Linked DNA regions of Sus scrofa: regions 1 and 3 are each linked to region 2. A link is a contact called in public Hi-C data. All regions are on one chromosome and are shown on one strand. The core of a region is the stretch at or near the end of the contact, and the rest is flanking DNA. Distances in the headings are between cores, read along the strand shown. Region 1 holds the start of SEMA4A (semaphorin-4A). Region 2 holds the start of MEX3A (RNA-binding protein MEX3A). Region 3 holds the start of SSR2 (translocon-associated protein subunit beta).

What was found. A called contact is a pair of places that touch in the nucleus more often than the background predicts.
Region 1: a Hi-C map of embryonic fibroblasts shows a contact between it and region 2, with 3 times the contacts expected there. The contact joins the promoter of SEMA4A here to the promoter of MEX3A in region 2. A contact is called at or near these places in 3 of 5 promoter capture datasets (fetal liver, fetal skeletal muscle and liver), 32 of 47 Hi-C or Micro-C datasets (adipocytes, adipose tissue, alveolar macrophages and 17 more) and 2 of 2 datasets of contacts at active chromatin or transcription factors (alveolar macrophages and skeletal muscle).
Region 3: a Hi-C map of liver shows a contact between it and region 2, with 5 times the contacts expected there. The contact joins the promoter of SSR2 here to the promoter of MEX3A in region 2. A contact is called at or near these places in 2 of 47 Hi-C or Micro-C datasets (embryonic fibroblasts and liver) and 1 of 2 datasets of contacts at active chromatin or transcription factors (alveolar macrophages).

The regions. Positions count from the first base shown.
Region 1 is chr4:93,890,859-93,895,658 of Sscrofa11.1, reverse strand. SEMA4A (semaphorin-4A) reads left to right here and starts at 2,664. Exons shown (of 15, transcript XM_021089686.1): 1 at 2,664-2,739.
Region 2 is chr4:93,946,672-93,951,525 of Sscrofa11.1, reverse strand. MEX3A (RNA-binding protein MEX3A) reads right to left here and starts at 1,650. Exons shown (of 2, transcript XM_021089689.1): 1 at 725-1,650. The coding sequence starts at 1,178.
Region 3 is chr4:94,009,370-94,013,909 of Sscrofa11.1, reverse strand. It overlaps SSR2 (translocon-associated protein subunit beta), which reads right to left and starts at 3,186. Exons shown (of 6, transcript XM_001928470.5): 1 at 3,087-3,186; 2 at 2,229-2,383. The coding sequence starts at 2,383. It also overlaps the pseudogene LOC100519480.

The DNA.
Region 1 (4,800 bases), core at 1,415-3,914, 57 kb after region 2:
GCGGTAACCCGAGCCACAGCAGTGACAATGCAAGATCCTTAACCCCCTGAGCCAACCAGGGAACTCCCAGATGACTATTTCACACCTCTGCAAACTTCCTCTTCTCACTTTCAACTGTTGACCTGCTTCCTCCTTCCTTCAAAAAGACTGCTCTTGCAAGATGCCCATGACCTGCACATCCCTGACCCAGCAGCCACTTCTCAGTCTTCACCTTCCCTGATGTTTGTCACTTCTCAGCTGACATTGCTGAATCTTCCTCTTCTCCTTGACCTCTGATGGATGGAGTGACCCAGGGTTCAATTCTCTCTTCTTAGGCCCCGAGAGACTTCCTCCAGGCTCATGGTGTAAAATATCCTCCATGTATTGGTGACTCTCAGGTTTACACCTTTAGCTCATTCCTTTGCCCTGAACTCCAGACCTGAATACCCACTTGACAGTCTAACGGCCTCTCAAAGTTAACATGTCTCAAACTGATATCCTGATTTCCACCCCTACCCTCCCTGCAAATCTGCTCTGCCTAGATTCTTCTCCATCTCAGCCGATGACTACCCTTCTTTCCAGTTGTTTAGGCCAAAAACCCTGGAGTTCATCCTTAATTCCTCTTGTCCTTTCATACCCCTTGTTCAGTCCACTAACAAATCCTGTCAGAGTTCCCTTTGTGGCTCAGTGGTTAGTGAACCCGACTAGGATCCATGAGGATGCAGGTTCAGTCCCTGGCCTCGCTCAGTGGGTTAAGGATCTGGTGTTGCCATGAGCTGTGGTGTAGGTTGCAAATGTGGCTTGGATCCTGTGTTGCTGTGGCTGTGGTGTAGGCCTGCAGCTACAGCTCTGATTCGACCCCTAGCCTGGGGACCTCCATATGCCACGGGTGTGGCCCTAAAAAAAAAAATCCTGTCAGCTCCATCTTTAAGATATATCTGGGGAGTTCCCATCGTGGCACAGTGGTAAACGAATCCAACTAGGAACCATGGGGTTGAGGGTTCAATCCCTGGCCTTGCTTAGTGAGTTAAGGATCTGGCGTTGCTGTGGCTCTGGCGGAGGCCGGTGGCTACAGCTCCAATTAGACCCTAGCCTGGGAACCTCCATATGCCACAGGAGCAGCCCTAGAAAAGACAAAAAGACAAAAAAGACAAAAAAAAAAAAGACAAAAAAAAAAAAAAAGATATATCTGGGATCCATCCATTTTCACCATCATCACCATCTCTTGGCTGGGTTGTGGCATTAGTTTTCGAACTGGTCTCCTGACCTTGCTCCATATGCTTAATTCTCCAAACAGCAGCGAAGTGGTCCTTTAATAGGTCATTCCTCTGCTCAAGAACTTTCCCAAAGCACTCAGTACAAAAGCCAAAGTCCTCAAAACGGCATGCAAAGCCAGGCAAGATGACCCCCACCTGGTTTCTCACTCTTCTCCCTCATGCTCACTCCACTCAAGCTGCAGTGACTGCCCAGGTAATTCCTAGAACACACCAAGCACACACCTGCCTCAGGACATTTACACTAATGTTTTCCTCTGCCTGGACCACGTTTCCTATCACATATCTGCTTGTTTCAGGTCTCTATTCAAATGTCACCAGCCAGTAAAGCCTTCTCTGACTAAATTTAATAAAATAGGGAGTTCCCACTGTGGCTTAGTGGTAACAAATCCAACTAGTATCCATGAGGATTGTGGGTTCGATCCCTGGCCTCGCTCAGTGGGTTAAAGATCCAGTGTTGCCATGAGCTGTGGTATAGGCCAGTTGCTACAGCTCCGATTGGACTTCTAGCCTGGGAACCTCCATATGCTGTGGGTTTGGCCCTAAAAAGACAAAAGGCAAAAAAAAAAAAAATTCCATGGGCATGAGGGAGCCAGGGGGGATTTTTGGTCTGAGGCTGAGTGATATGAGAACTGAGGTTTCACGCTTGCTCACGGCTATCTTTCATTTCCACTTCTTTTTCCCTCTCCTTATATGTGTATATCTCTCAGCTGCCCCTGCCCCTCCATGGCCAGAAGTAACTGGATAAGTCATTTTCCTTTTCTATAGCCTCTCAGGGATGGGAGAGGGAGGGGCTGAGCAGGGACCCTTTGTCACTCAGCCTCCCGGGTGTCTCAGTGCTCCTACCCAGAGGGGCAGCAGATGAAGACATGGAGAGGCCGCTGGGAGAGGAAGGTGCCACCTGCCCCCACCCTCCACCCCCTAGATTGACCTTGAGGTGCTGGCTCCCCCCCCACCCCCCCGGGGCCTCAGGCCCTTACAATCCTTGGGCTGATTCTCCGTGCTTAGTACCAGTCAGTGCCAGCTGGCAGCTCTCACCGGAGACTGAGGTGACACGAATATGGCGGAGGAGGGGAGGAAGTGGGCAAGGGCCCAAGAGGAATAGGGGCCAGGATTCGAGGGGGTGGTAATCATAGGCTGGGTGGTCAAGATGGGTGTCGCATGGGACAGGCTAGACTGAGGAGTCTAGAGGTTTCCAGAAGACTAGAGGATGTGTCAGGACCCCCCACTCTGGCCTTCCTGTCCCTGGCAGACTTAATCCTCTCCCTGCCACCCACTTTTCTCTACCTCTACCCCCTTAAGCCGCCCCTGGCTAATTCTCCTTGGTCCCTTTAAGAGCTGCCTGGGAACTGGGGCACCAGAGGGGGCTGGCAGGGCCCCCACCCCCTCCCCCTGCCCTGCCCGCCTCTGCTCCGCCCCTTGCCCGGTACAGACTCTGCTGGAAGCCTTGGACGCCTGGGTTAGGGTCTCCACTGCTGGGCTGGGGGTAAGGCTTGAAAGGGGTGGGGAAGGGGGACCTCGGTCCCCAGGGTGGGGTGGAGGGGAGGCGGGAGGCCAGTTTCCTAGCGCTGTGGACATGAACTATCTGTGTGCCAACTCCAGTGGATAACGTAGGGAGCCCTCTGGGAGGATGCTTGGGCCTCAGACTAGCGGGTAGGGCAGCCCTAAGGATCTTGGGGGACAGTGACTAGAGGGCAGGATGCCTGGGTCTCCTCACCCTCCACTCCCCCTTCGTATTTTTCTGGGACCTTCATTTGCTAACCTCCATTCAACCACCCCCCTGCGTCTCCTGAAATTAAAGACATAGGATCCTGACCCCTTGTCTTCCACAGATGGGGAAACTGAGGCTGAGCAAACCAGAGGAAATGGAGTTGTGTGGGTCATGGCAGGAGAAATAGAGGTTAGGCTGCAGAAAGGTTCTCTGTCCTTCTCTACCCCAGACAACTAGACATGGGAACTTGGGTGTCCAGCTCACCCCAGCAACTTTGTAACTACAGCCTTGGCCAGCACCCGGGTCTAAGTCCCTGCCCCCCTCAACAAGACAACTTAGCTCTTTACTGGAAGTTTTTGCTTTTTGTTTGTTTGTTTGTTTTTAGGACTGCACCCGAGACATATGGAAGTTCCCACACTAGGTGTCAAATCATCGGAGCTGCAGCTGCTGGCCTACACCACAGCCACAGCAACACGGGATCTGAGCCGCATCCACGACCTACCCCACAGCTCATGGCAACACAGGATCCTTAACCCACTGAGCGAGGCCAGGGATTGAAACCGTGTTTCTGGATTCGTTTCTGCTGTGCCACAACGGGAACTTCTTTCCTGGATATTTTGATTTCCACATATCAGAGCCAGGAGAGGCTCCCAAAAGCCCAGCTGGGTAACCTGGAATGAAGTGGAGCCCGGGGGCCTGTAGACTCCTCTACTCTACTCCCCTGGTTTATTTTGCAAATGTAGCCTGTTCTAGTTCTGCCACTCTGTGGCAGGACTGGGCCCAGTTCCCCTAAAGGGGAAGGGACTCGGGGCAGGGACCCAAGGACCCCCCCCACCCCAGGTGTAAAGGCTTTCTGCAGTCCAACTTCCTGTTACAGTCCTAGTTCAGTGTCCCTGCCACCTGATTGCAAGTCAGCCCTTCCCCTCCTGCCATGGGTCCCAGTCCTGAGGGAGAAGAGCCTGAAGTAGGCACACTAGTCCCCAAGGCCTCGGAGCTGAGGGCACAGAGGATGGCGTGTCAGGAAGTGGTGGGAATGTGATAGCAGTTCTGCTCAGAGTCCACTTCTGCTTTCAGCCCATGTCCTTCTTGCCCTGCCCCAGACAGAAATGCTCACCCATTGCCCCAACCCAGACCTAAAGGGGAAGCAGGCTTGGCCTGTAAAACCCTCTGCCCTGGGCCTGCAACAGCACACTCACTTCCTTCTTCCTAAAAATACTAAGTCTAGAGATGAGCCAAGCTCAGGTGGGCTGGAAAACCACAATTTTACCTATGTGAATCAGAGAGGGCAAGTGCCCTGCCTAGGATCACACAGCAAGTTATAGGTATCCAGGCCTGGGATCCAGGGCTCTTGTTCCCCAGCCCCTGGTACCTTTTTCATAGTCTTCCCACAGGCTGAGACGAGCCAACCTGGAAGGGGATTTTTCAACTTTTCATTTTACCAACAGAGAAGCTGAAGCCCAGTGGGGACAGGAGGGAACTCTGGTAAATAGCAGTCCAGAATCAGGGCTGGCAGAGGACACCAGGCCCAGCTCCCAACTCTTCCACCCAGACCCTGCTTGCCTCACAGATGGGAGAGAATCCAGCCCAGTCTTGTCTTTTTTTTTAAAGGGCCACACCCACGGCACATGGAGGTTCCCAGGCTAGGGGTCTAATTGTAGCTGTAGCCACCGGCCTCTGCCAGAGCCACAGCAACGCAGGATCCGAGCTGCGTCTGCCACCTACACCACAGCTCATGGCAATGCCAGATCCTTAACTCACTGAGCGAGGCCAGGGACTGAACCTACATTCTTCATGGATGCTAGTTGGGTTCATTACCACTGAGCCATGATGGGAACA
Region 2 (4,854 bases), core at 401-2,900:
TTCAGGCCTCTGGCCCCTCGCTGTGGCCAGCCCAGAACAAAAGCCTGAGAGGGAGGAGGAGAGGTCCACACCAGGACGTGGCACTTCGTTGCAAGCACCCCTTCCGAAACCCCACAGACCATTCAACTTTGGTGTGTGGGTGACCACAGGACTCCCTCCTCCCAGCAGTCCCCCTTCCCCACCTCACCCCCAGGCTGGGACCCTCCCATGAGCCACACCCCCTTCCATTCCTACACTCAGCCCAACAAAGAGACAGATACTCAGTCTGGCTTCCCGGGCCAGGTCTCCCCCAAAGTCTGTAACTCCAGGCGGCTGGGGGTCCCAGGGGTGCCCCCTCCCCAACCCACTAGCAGATGCCGGAGTAGGGGCCTCGGAGTAACTCTTTGCACATTCTGCCAGTTTTTCCGGCTAGGAGTGGACACCCCCTCCGGACAGCCTCCCCGGATTGGAAGACCAATCCCCCTCCCTTTTCCCTCTCTCCACCGGAGGATATTTCTTTGTCTAAGGGCACAGCCCTGAGGGGAGGAAGGATCTGGAGAACAGTCCCAACTGGGGGGTAGCCGGGAACTTTGTGGCACTTGGAAATCAGGGTAGGGGGCGGGTCCCCCTTTGTGGGGAAGAGACCAAGCCAGAGGCGGGCAAGGAGGGAGGAAATGAACTTTCCGTGCTAGGGATGGGGTGCCCCCCACTCCAGTCTCTCTCCACGGTCCCGGCGCCCGCTTACCTTGCCTGCCCACGATCTCGGCCACGTGCTCGGAGGTGGGCACGGGTACACACTCGGTGGTGTTGCTGCTGCCCTTCAGGCGCAGCTCGGCCTCTTTGTAGAGAGCGCAGAGCTTGGCGTCGCTGGCCCCTTTGGGGGCGGTGGGGGGCTGGGGCGTCTGCGCCGCGGGGGCCGCTGTCGGGGCGGCCGGGGGCGCCGCGGGCGGCGGCGGCTGGGCCGGCTGCGGGGGGGCGGCCGGCTGCGCGGGGGCGCCGCCCCCCCCACCTCCCCCGTCCTCGCCCGCCGTGGGGGCGGGGGGCTCCCCCAAACCCAGGAGGCAGAGTTGATCGAGAGCCAGCTGAAGGGCGCGCTCGTCTTCCAGCAGCCCTCGGTCCTTAGCGCTTCCCCCGAAACATCCTAGTTCTCCAAAGCCCCCATTTCTTTCCATTATTCCAGATACCACTAGACTAGGCATGGCGAAACAAAAGCTGGGGGAGAGAGAGAGAGGGAGAGAGAGAGAGGTGGTGGAAGGGAAAAGAGGAGAGAGGAGGGGAGGGGAGAGGAGAGGAGGGGGGTGTGTGGGGAGGGGGAACAAAGAACTGGGGAGGGGGGAAGAAAGCGAGATAGAAAGATAGACCCTCCCCCTAAGCCCCCCTCCCCAAACACCCTGTAACCCGACTCCCCTCGCCCCAGCCCCCGGGGTGGGGGTGGGGGGAAAGAGAAGCAAAACCAAGAAAGCAGATCTCCTCTCTTCTCCGGGGGTGACGGGGGGCGGGGGGCTGCGGGATCTCTGCCCCCACCCCTCCCGCCTCAGGCCCGGGAGTCTCTAGACCCCGCCGTCCAGACGCCCCCCTTAGGCTCCCGCACCGAGCCCCAGTCCAGGAGCGGCGCTCAGTGGCCCCCAATAGAGCCCAGCCCCTTCCAGCGCTCAAACTCTTTTGTTTTAAATGAACTGGATGGAGCAGCATGGAACTGACGGGAGGGGGGCGCGCCGGGGGCGCCCGGGGCATGCCGGGAGTTGTAGTTTCCCGCCCTTGGGGGCGAGGGGACGAATTCCCTGACCCGAGGAGGATAGGGATGTGCCTTCGGTCTTTACCCGCGGCTCAGAGGCGAAGCTGAGGGTGGGATGGAAGTCGAGGTCCCTCATTTTTCCGAGGGGCGGGCACCGGGAGAGGAGTCAGTGTACAGAAACGGTTCGGGTCGAAAAAAGGCTAATGGAGTGTGTCCCCCCTCCCAAGACGGGCTCCTTCCCGATCCGGGCCAGTCTCAGGTCCTTCTTTCTTATGATAATGAGGGGGGGCGAGAGGGCGGGGAGCGGTCCCGGCTGGGTCACTGCGGCTTTCTCTCGCTCTCTCGCTCTCTCCCCTCTTCCCCCTCCCTGTCGCGCTCCCTCTCAGCTCTCCGCTCCCCCCTCCCGCTCTCCCAGAGTATATCCCGGCTCCCGGCCGCGGGGAGAGGTTCTCCGCAGAGCAGACAAAGCCCGCAGCCGCGATGCGGGGAGAGCTTGGTCCTGCGCGCTCTGGGAGCCGGGATGGGGTGCCGGGTTGGAGGGTGGGACCCCCTGGCAAAAGACGGGGTCCCCTCATCCCCAAGCGGCAAGCCATCCTCCCTCATCCCCTCCTGCCCCCCAGTCTCGGAGATCTGAGAGGCACCGACTGGGAGGTGAGTTAGTTCACTTCCTTCTGATCTGTAGAGGGAACCGGGAGGGCTCTGGAGTGTTGAGGTGAGGAGGACGAAGGGGTGGAAAGAGAGGAGAGAAGTAGGGGACCGAGAATGGGGAAGCAAGGGAAGTCTGAAAGACGTGATGTGACTTAACAGTTTAGGGAGAGCCGGGAGCTTTGGGTGCGACAGGAGGAGGAAAGAGAGACCCGATGGAATGGAGACCCGGGCTTCCTCAGACCTGGGCCGTGCATACAGCTTGGGGGCGATCTGTTCTTTAGCCTTAACCGTCATTCTGCTTTGCCTCACCCATCTTTCTCCCATTGAATAATACCTTGTGACTCTGGAAATTTGGTGAAAGTAAAAAATCAGTATTTAAGGCACGAATTGGACAGCTGGGGACTTTTAGGGGAGCTTGTGGAAGTTGGAGTGTAAAGCAATCTTTTCTTCTCCCCTCACCCCATAGCTTTGGCATTTCTTTTGTCACTCTCTTTATGCCTGGGTCTTTCCCAGTAGGAGAAAGGATGGCACTGCAACTTGAGGGCTTGAGATCAGACTTTTAAGAACTTCCCAAAAGAATTTTATAAGAATGTGTGGGTGAGCAGCCATGGAAGGGTGCCCTTTCCTGGAGTGCCTTTGAACCCAAAAATCCGAACTAGTTTGTGAGGTAAAGTCCTCTTTGGAGGCAGAGGAACAGAGGAGATGACCTCACAGACCAGGCACTGTGAGGCCATGAGGGCTGAGCTGCTGCAAAGCCCAGTTCCCTAAACTGATTCTCACAAAGAGTAAATCTGCACACCAGTGGAAGGGCGGGAGCCAGGGTGAAGGATCTCAGAAGCGGGTGGGTGTTGGCACACTCTGGGGGGGCTCTCGATTCTCTTTGCCCAGCAGGAGATCCAGGGCAGGGGAGCCATGACTGAGAAAGCCTGGAAGGCTCGGGGTTTGGGGAGGGGTATCTTCTGGCTCAAGGATTTAACTTAACCTTGTGGGATTGGGCGCTCCCGACTCTAAGCAAGAGTGGGAGAGGAAGAATTGGAGAGACAAGGCCCTATGGGAGTGGGCTGTTCCCCTCTCCTTCTGCCCCAGGAACCTGATTGGGGTAACTGTGTACTGGGAGCCAGGGGGCTCCTACTCTGGAGAAAGAGTCCTACTCTGTGGACCAGGTGACTGTTTTTCACATGAATAGAAATAGCAAACAGTTGCGTGGGATTGTGTGCCAGGCATTTTTGTCACCAGCTGGTCTGAGCCTGTCCCCACCGAAATGAGATTCCCCCCAGACACCCACCTCTGAATTTGCCCTGCTTCCACTTTCCTCCCCACTAAGCTAATTAAAGCAGGAGGTTAATGACCAAAGAAACCTTGGGGATTTGGCCAGGGAGGAAAACAAAAGACAGAAACAAGTGTGCTCGAGTGGGGAGGGGACAGCTGCCCAATGGGAAGGGGTAGACTAAGAGGTGGGATAGAGGAAGGGGCAGTCCCTGGTGGATGCCCCTCACTGATCCAACAAGGATGCATCCACCCCCTGGGAGTGTTTATGCATCATGGGCCCTGTCCACCCTCAGGGTCCCACTGATTCCAAGTATCCAAGGTGAGAGAGGCAAAGGTGAACATGGCACCTGCGGGGCAGGATGTACCTGTGAGTGCACTTAGGTCTGGGGCATAGGTGTGTATACAGAGGCGTGTGCCTGCAGATGGTGTGAGGTGTGTACCCTCACAGCAGGGCCTGCCAGAGCTGCGGGGTGGGCACCTTGAGCAGTCAGGTTCTTGAGAAAGGATTGGTTTTTTTTTTTTTTTTTTTTTTGCTTTTTAGGGCCACACCTGAGGCATATGGAAGTTCCAGGCTAGGGGCTGAACTGGAGCTACAGCTGCTGGCCTACACCGTAGCCACAACATTGCCACGTCTGAGCAGCATCTGTGACCTACACCACAGCTCATGGCAACACCCGATCCTTAACCCATGAGCAAGTCCAGGGATCGAACCCGCGTCCTCATGGATACTAGTTGGGTTCGTTACTGCTGAGCCACAATAGGAACTCCCTTGGGAAGGGTTTTGATGAGTCCTTCTCTCACTCCCAGAGGCTGCTGGCCTCCTTTGTTTGGGAGACTCCCCTCTTCCACTGACACTTGTGTTGGCCAAGCTAGGTTTCTGTCCAGGGGTCCTCCTTTTCCTGGCTCCCCTTGTCTGCCCAATCTTGAATAATGACCATTAGGGCCGATGGCCTCACTTGTAAGCAATTTTGCTTGGAAATAGATAGCTGTGCCCACCCTACCCCACCCCTCACTCTCTGCCCATCACCAGAAATGTGTGTAGCTGACCTGTCTCTCCTTTTCAGGACTTAGAGGAGAGGACCAGGGGGTCTCATTTTTGTCAATGTCCCCCACCCTTCTCTCCCTGTGGTCAGGACACCACCCTGCCCCCGAGCAGAAGCTCAATAAGGGTGTGGTGAGCATAACTGTGTGTTCCAAGCTTCATGGTGTAAGAGGAAGGAGCT
Region 3 (4,540 bases), core at 1,937-4,436, 61 kb before region 2:
AAGCCCACCTGCCCCTACTGCAGAAGGACCCAGGAGCTCCTCAGCCTACTGCCCTTCAAACAAGGGCATTTGGAATTTGTCCATATCATAGCCACTGGTGACAGCAACAAGATTCAAGATTATCTGCAACAGCTCATGGGAGCCAGAATGGTACCTCTGGTCTTTATTAGTAAAGAATGTGTAGGTGGATGCACCAATCTAGTAAGCATGCATAAGAGAGGGGAGCACTTGACTTGCCTGAAGCAAACTGGAGCTCTGCAATAATTACAGAAGAGCAGACCCCAGGCTGGTAACCTCCTTGAGAGCTGGATGGCAATGCACAAAATGACAGCACTTCCTGGTGGACGGACCTGGGGCTACCTTACCCCAGCTGCAGCAACTGTTTGCTTAAAATTCTAAAACAGGAGTTCCCATCGTGACTCAGTGGTTAACGAACCTGACTAGCATCCATGTTAACTAACCTTGGCCTTTCTCAGTGGGTTAAGGATCCGGCGTTGTTGCCGTGAGCTGTGGTGTAGGTCACAGACACAGCTTGGATTTTGCATTGCTATGGCTATGGAGTAGGCCGGCAACGGTAGCTCCAATTCAACCTGTAGCCTGGGAACTTCCATATGCCGAGAGTGTAGTCCTAAAAAGCAAAAAAAATTCTGAAAACATGTTAACACAAATAACGGGGAGAGGGTGGATTTGGGGGAGCAAAACCATATTTTTCTTCTTCTGACTCTGTATTAAAAGTGGATCACCTTGCCCCAAAGAAATCTGAGAAGTTTGATGGATGTCTTGGGTTTCTCGTGGATTGGCCCTTTGGGTCCAAAAGACCATGACAAGTTACGGCTTAATCACTGATCTCAAAGACGTTCTTTACACATTCGTTTGGCACATGGTCTTCCTAACTGTTCTCGTGTGCTGAGACTCTTTTACCTCTACACCAGTATTTCCCAGCCAAGTTTACCACAGCCCCCCTCGGGTGAATCTATAGTTGGTTTTCTGCTACTGCTCAAAAATTTTGTCAAGGTTGACTTTATGGAATTGGTTTTACAAAATCAATAGGTAGTTTGAATGTTCCTTTTCACACTTCATGTGTCTCCCTGGCTACCATCCCCACCCCACCCTACTCTGAGAATCCCTGCTATGAACGAGTGTCCTGAACCACGACAACTCACAGATCTCATAGGAAATGTTTAACAATGGTGTGAAGGGTCTGAGCACCCAATGAGAGATGCCACATGAAAAGTGAAGCACACCTGGTCTTCACTTGGTGCCCCAGAAATCAGAGGTATGAGAGCAGACGTGGCGATCATACGGTAACCCTCTGCCATGTAAGACGGTCTCCCAGGGCATCCTGAACAAGTGTGTATTAATTGGTTTAGATTTAAATGTTACCACAGAAAACTTGTAACCCCCTCCCCCAAGAACATGACTGAAATTTTGGGAAAGACTGTTCTAAATGATTTTTCTCTTTTTTTCCCCTATTCTGTGAAAACTTAAGACTCCCATACTATGCAGTTTGTTCTAGAATTGCAGGATCAAGTTATTTTTCCTCTGCAGTCTCTATCTCTAGTCTGAATAATTAGTCTCTTTGCTAATAAAGAAGTATGCAGAGATCAAAAAAAAAAAGGAAGGAAGGGAGCTGAAAGAAACCTTTGAGGTAACAAAGGATCATGTGTTTTTTGCCTTTTTTTCTTTCTTTCTTTTTTTTTTTTTTTTTTTTTTTTTGCTTTTTTAGGGCTGCACCCACGGCATGTAGAAGTTCCCAGGCTAGGGGTCGAATTGGAACTACAGCTACCACCCACACCACAGCCACAGGAATGAGGGCTCTGAGCTGAGTCTGCAACCTAAACCTGAGCTCACAGCAACGCCAGATCCCTTAACCCACTGATCGAGGCCAGGGATTGAACTTGCATCCTCATGGATCCTAGTCAGATTCGTTTCTGCTGAGCCACATGGGGAACTCCTCTTTTCTGCCTTTTCATCCTTCTCTCCCTATTTCACACAATTCTTTCTTCTTCTCCACTATGAGACTCTAGCAACTCACAAAATTGGAGGATGGTTTCCTGTAGCTTAGGTAAGAATATCCTCCTCCAAAAGTCATCCAGCAGTGAATTCATTTACACACTATACCTGTTGCTGGAGTCCTCCCAAAGATAAATCATTACTGATCCCTGTTCCCAGTCAAGATACCTGAGAAGCTTAAAAGGGCCCAACCTATAGCTTCAGGGCCTCCTTACCTTGAGCCAACATTGTAGATGTTGTACTGTAAGGTCAAGTCTCGCCCCTCCACAGCATATCTGTTCAGCAGTGATTTGGAGGCCAAAAGCCTGGCTCCTTCTTCTGCTTGAGTGACAGCAAAGAGAGTCAACACCACGAATGCCAGCAGCCTCATCTTTGGAGGAAAAAGCAAGTGAGCAGTCAATCCAAGCATGTAAAACCACCAAAATCTTTCTGACAGTCCTTTCTTACAAAGTCCGTCAAAAGATCTTTTGAGCTCATCAAAGCAGCGGCCACTTTCACAGAGCAGAGTATACGCTACCAAAGCTGTCCCATTCGCAAGCTTCCCACCAAATCCACCCTGCAGCCCTCGAAAATCTGTAGACCTCCAGGGCATATCTGCTACCTATTACTGCGAGGGGTCCTGGGTGCTCCCCAATTACTGGGGTCTTCTGAGAGAGCTCCATGTGGCCAGAATAGAGGTTTCCTTGGCCTGCCGCATTTCGGCCCATCTCGGAACTGTAGCAGCCTCTAGCTTTCCTTCACACAGGAATCCCTCACGACTGTTGCCTTTCCCCGGCTGCTATTCCTCCACCAGCACCCCAGGTATCCCAATGCGCGCTAGCGGGGTCCTCCCTCACGCCCCTGTATCCTACTGTCCATTTTTCCCGCGGGACCGCATTCGTCCTCGTCTTCCACATCCCTTTCTGGGGCCCTCTGAGGGCTTAGTCTGTTCTGCCCCCCCTCCGTCTCTTGCCAAGATTACACGTCCTCCAGCCAGCGTGCTCTATTCCCTCCCCGCCCTGCCAAAGCTAACCCTCAGCCGCTGAGTGTTGTGTGGACACGAACTTTGGCACCCCCAGAATCAAAGGACTCACCGTGCGCACCCCACAAACCCTTCAGGGGGCCACGAAGGCCGGAAGAGAGCGTCAGCACCCGAAAGACCGGAAATGAGCTCTGGCCGGAAACGTTGGTACTCTGCTGGATGCCTTCTGGGAGTTGTAGTTCTCAGACAAGCCCCACCTTTCCTTTGTAGAGCGCGCCTGCCTCCGGGATGCTGCAGCCTCTGTGATCGATTTGTCTGTGCTCCTTCACGCTTTTCTTTCTTTTCTTTCACGCTTTTATTATTCTGCCGTCTAGAGTGGCTTTTCAAGCTGGCTTTCCAGTACCGTAGATGACCAGCACCTGATTAAGTGCTTTGTGGGACTGGCAAACGTAGAGATTAGGATCTTCTGTCTACAATGTCGAGTGTACTATCGAGCTAGGAATTAGAGAAAAACTGTTGCTCTCCGGGCTACCACCATTCTCTGTATTTCTAGGCGAAAAATTTACTCATCTTCTATATCCAGCTAGCTACCCTAGAAAGCCCTGAACTTTCCTTAGAAGCCCTTTGAGGTTCCAAAAAAGTAGATCCTTTCTTTAATTTTTTTTTTTTTTTTTTAGGGCCTCTCCTGAGGCATATGGATGTTCCCGGGCTAGCCGCCTCTGCTGTCTGCATCACAGCTCAGTGGAAGCTTAACCCACTGAGCCCACTGAGTGAGGCCAAGGATTGAACCCTAGTCCTCATGGACACTAGTCGAGTTCATTACCGCTGAGCCACAACGGGAACTCCGGCTTGGTTTTTGGTTTTTTTCTGATTGTTTCTGATCTGGAAAATCTACCTTCATGATTAGGTGCTATTTCTCTAGTGTACACTTATTCAGAGATCCTACAGTGATGCTGAACGCACAGGAGGTGCTCAAGAAACACCTGCTGATTGGATGAATTTTCATCATCTCTATTTACAGTCTCCTTATTGGAATCTATTCTGACTAGAGGAGAGATTTGAGAGTCAATTGCTAAGGAAAATATTTCCATTGAAAGACTTCCAAAAAAATACAACTTCTTCCTGCCATCTTCAAGGGAACCCCACCAAGAGATTGAAGTAGAACTTTTTTTTTTTTTTTTTTGTCTTTTTTTTGTTGTTGTTGTTGTTGTTGTTGTTGCTATTTCTTTGGGCCACTCCCGGGGCATATGGAGATTCCCACGCTAGGGGTTGAATCGGAGCTGTAGCCACCGGCCTACGCCAGAGCCACAGCAACGCAGGATCCGAGCCGCGTCTGCAACCTACACCACAGCTCACGGCAACGCCAGATCGTTAACCCACTGAGCAAGGGCAGGGACCGAACCCGCAACCTCATGGTTCCTAGTCGGATTCGTTAACCACTGCGCCACGACGGGAACTCCTGAAGTAGAACTTTGTTAGATGAACATGGAACTGCGTGCCAGGACCAGAGGCATGCAGAAATGGTAAGGCTACCTAGGGTGCACTCTGTGCCCCCAGGGCAGTGTC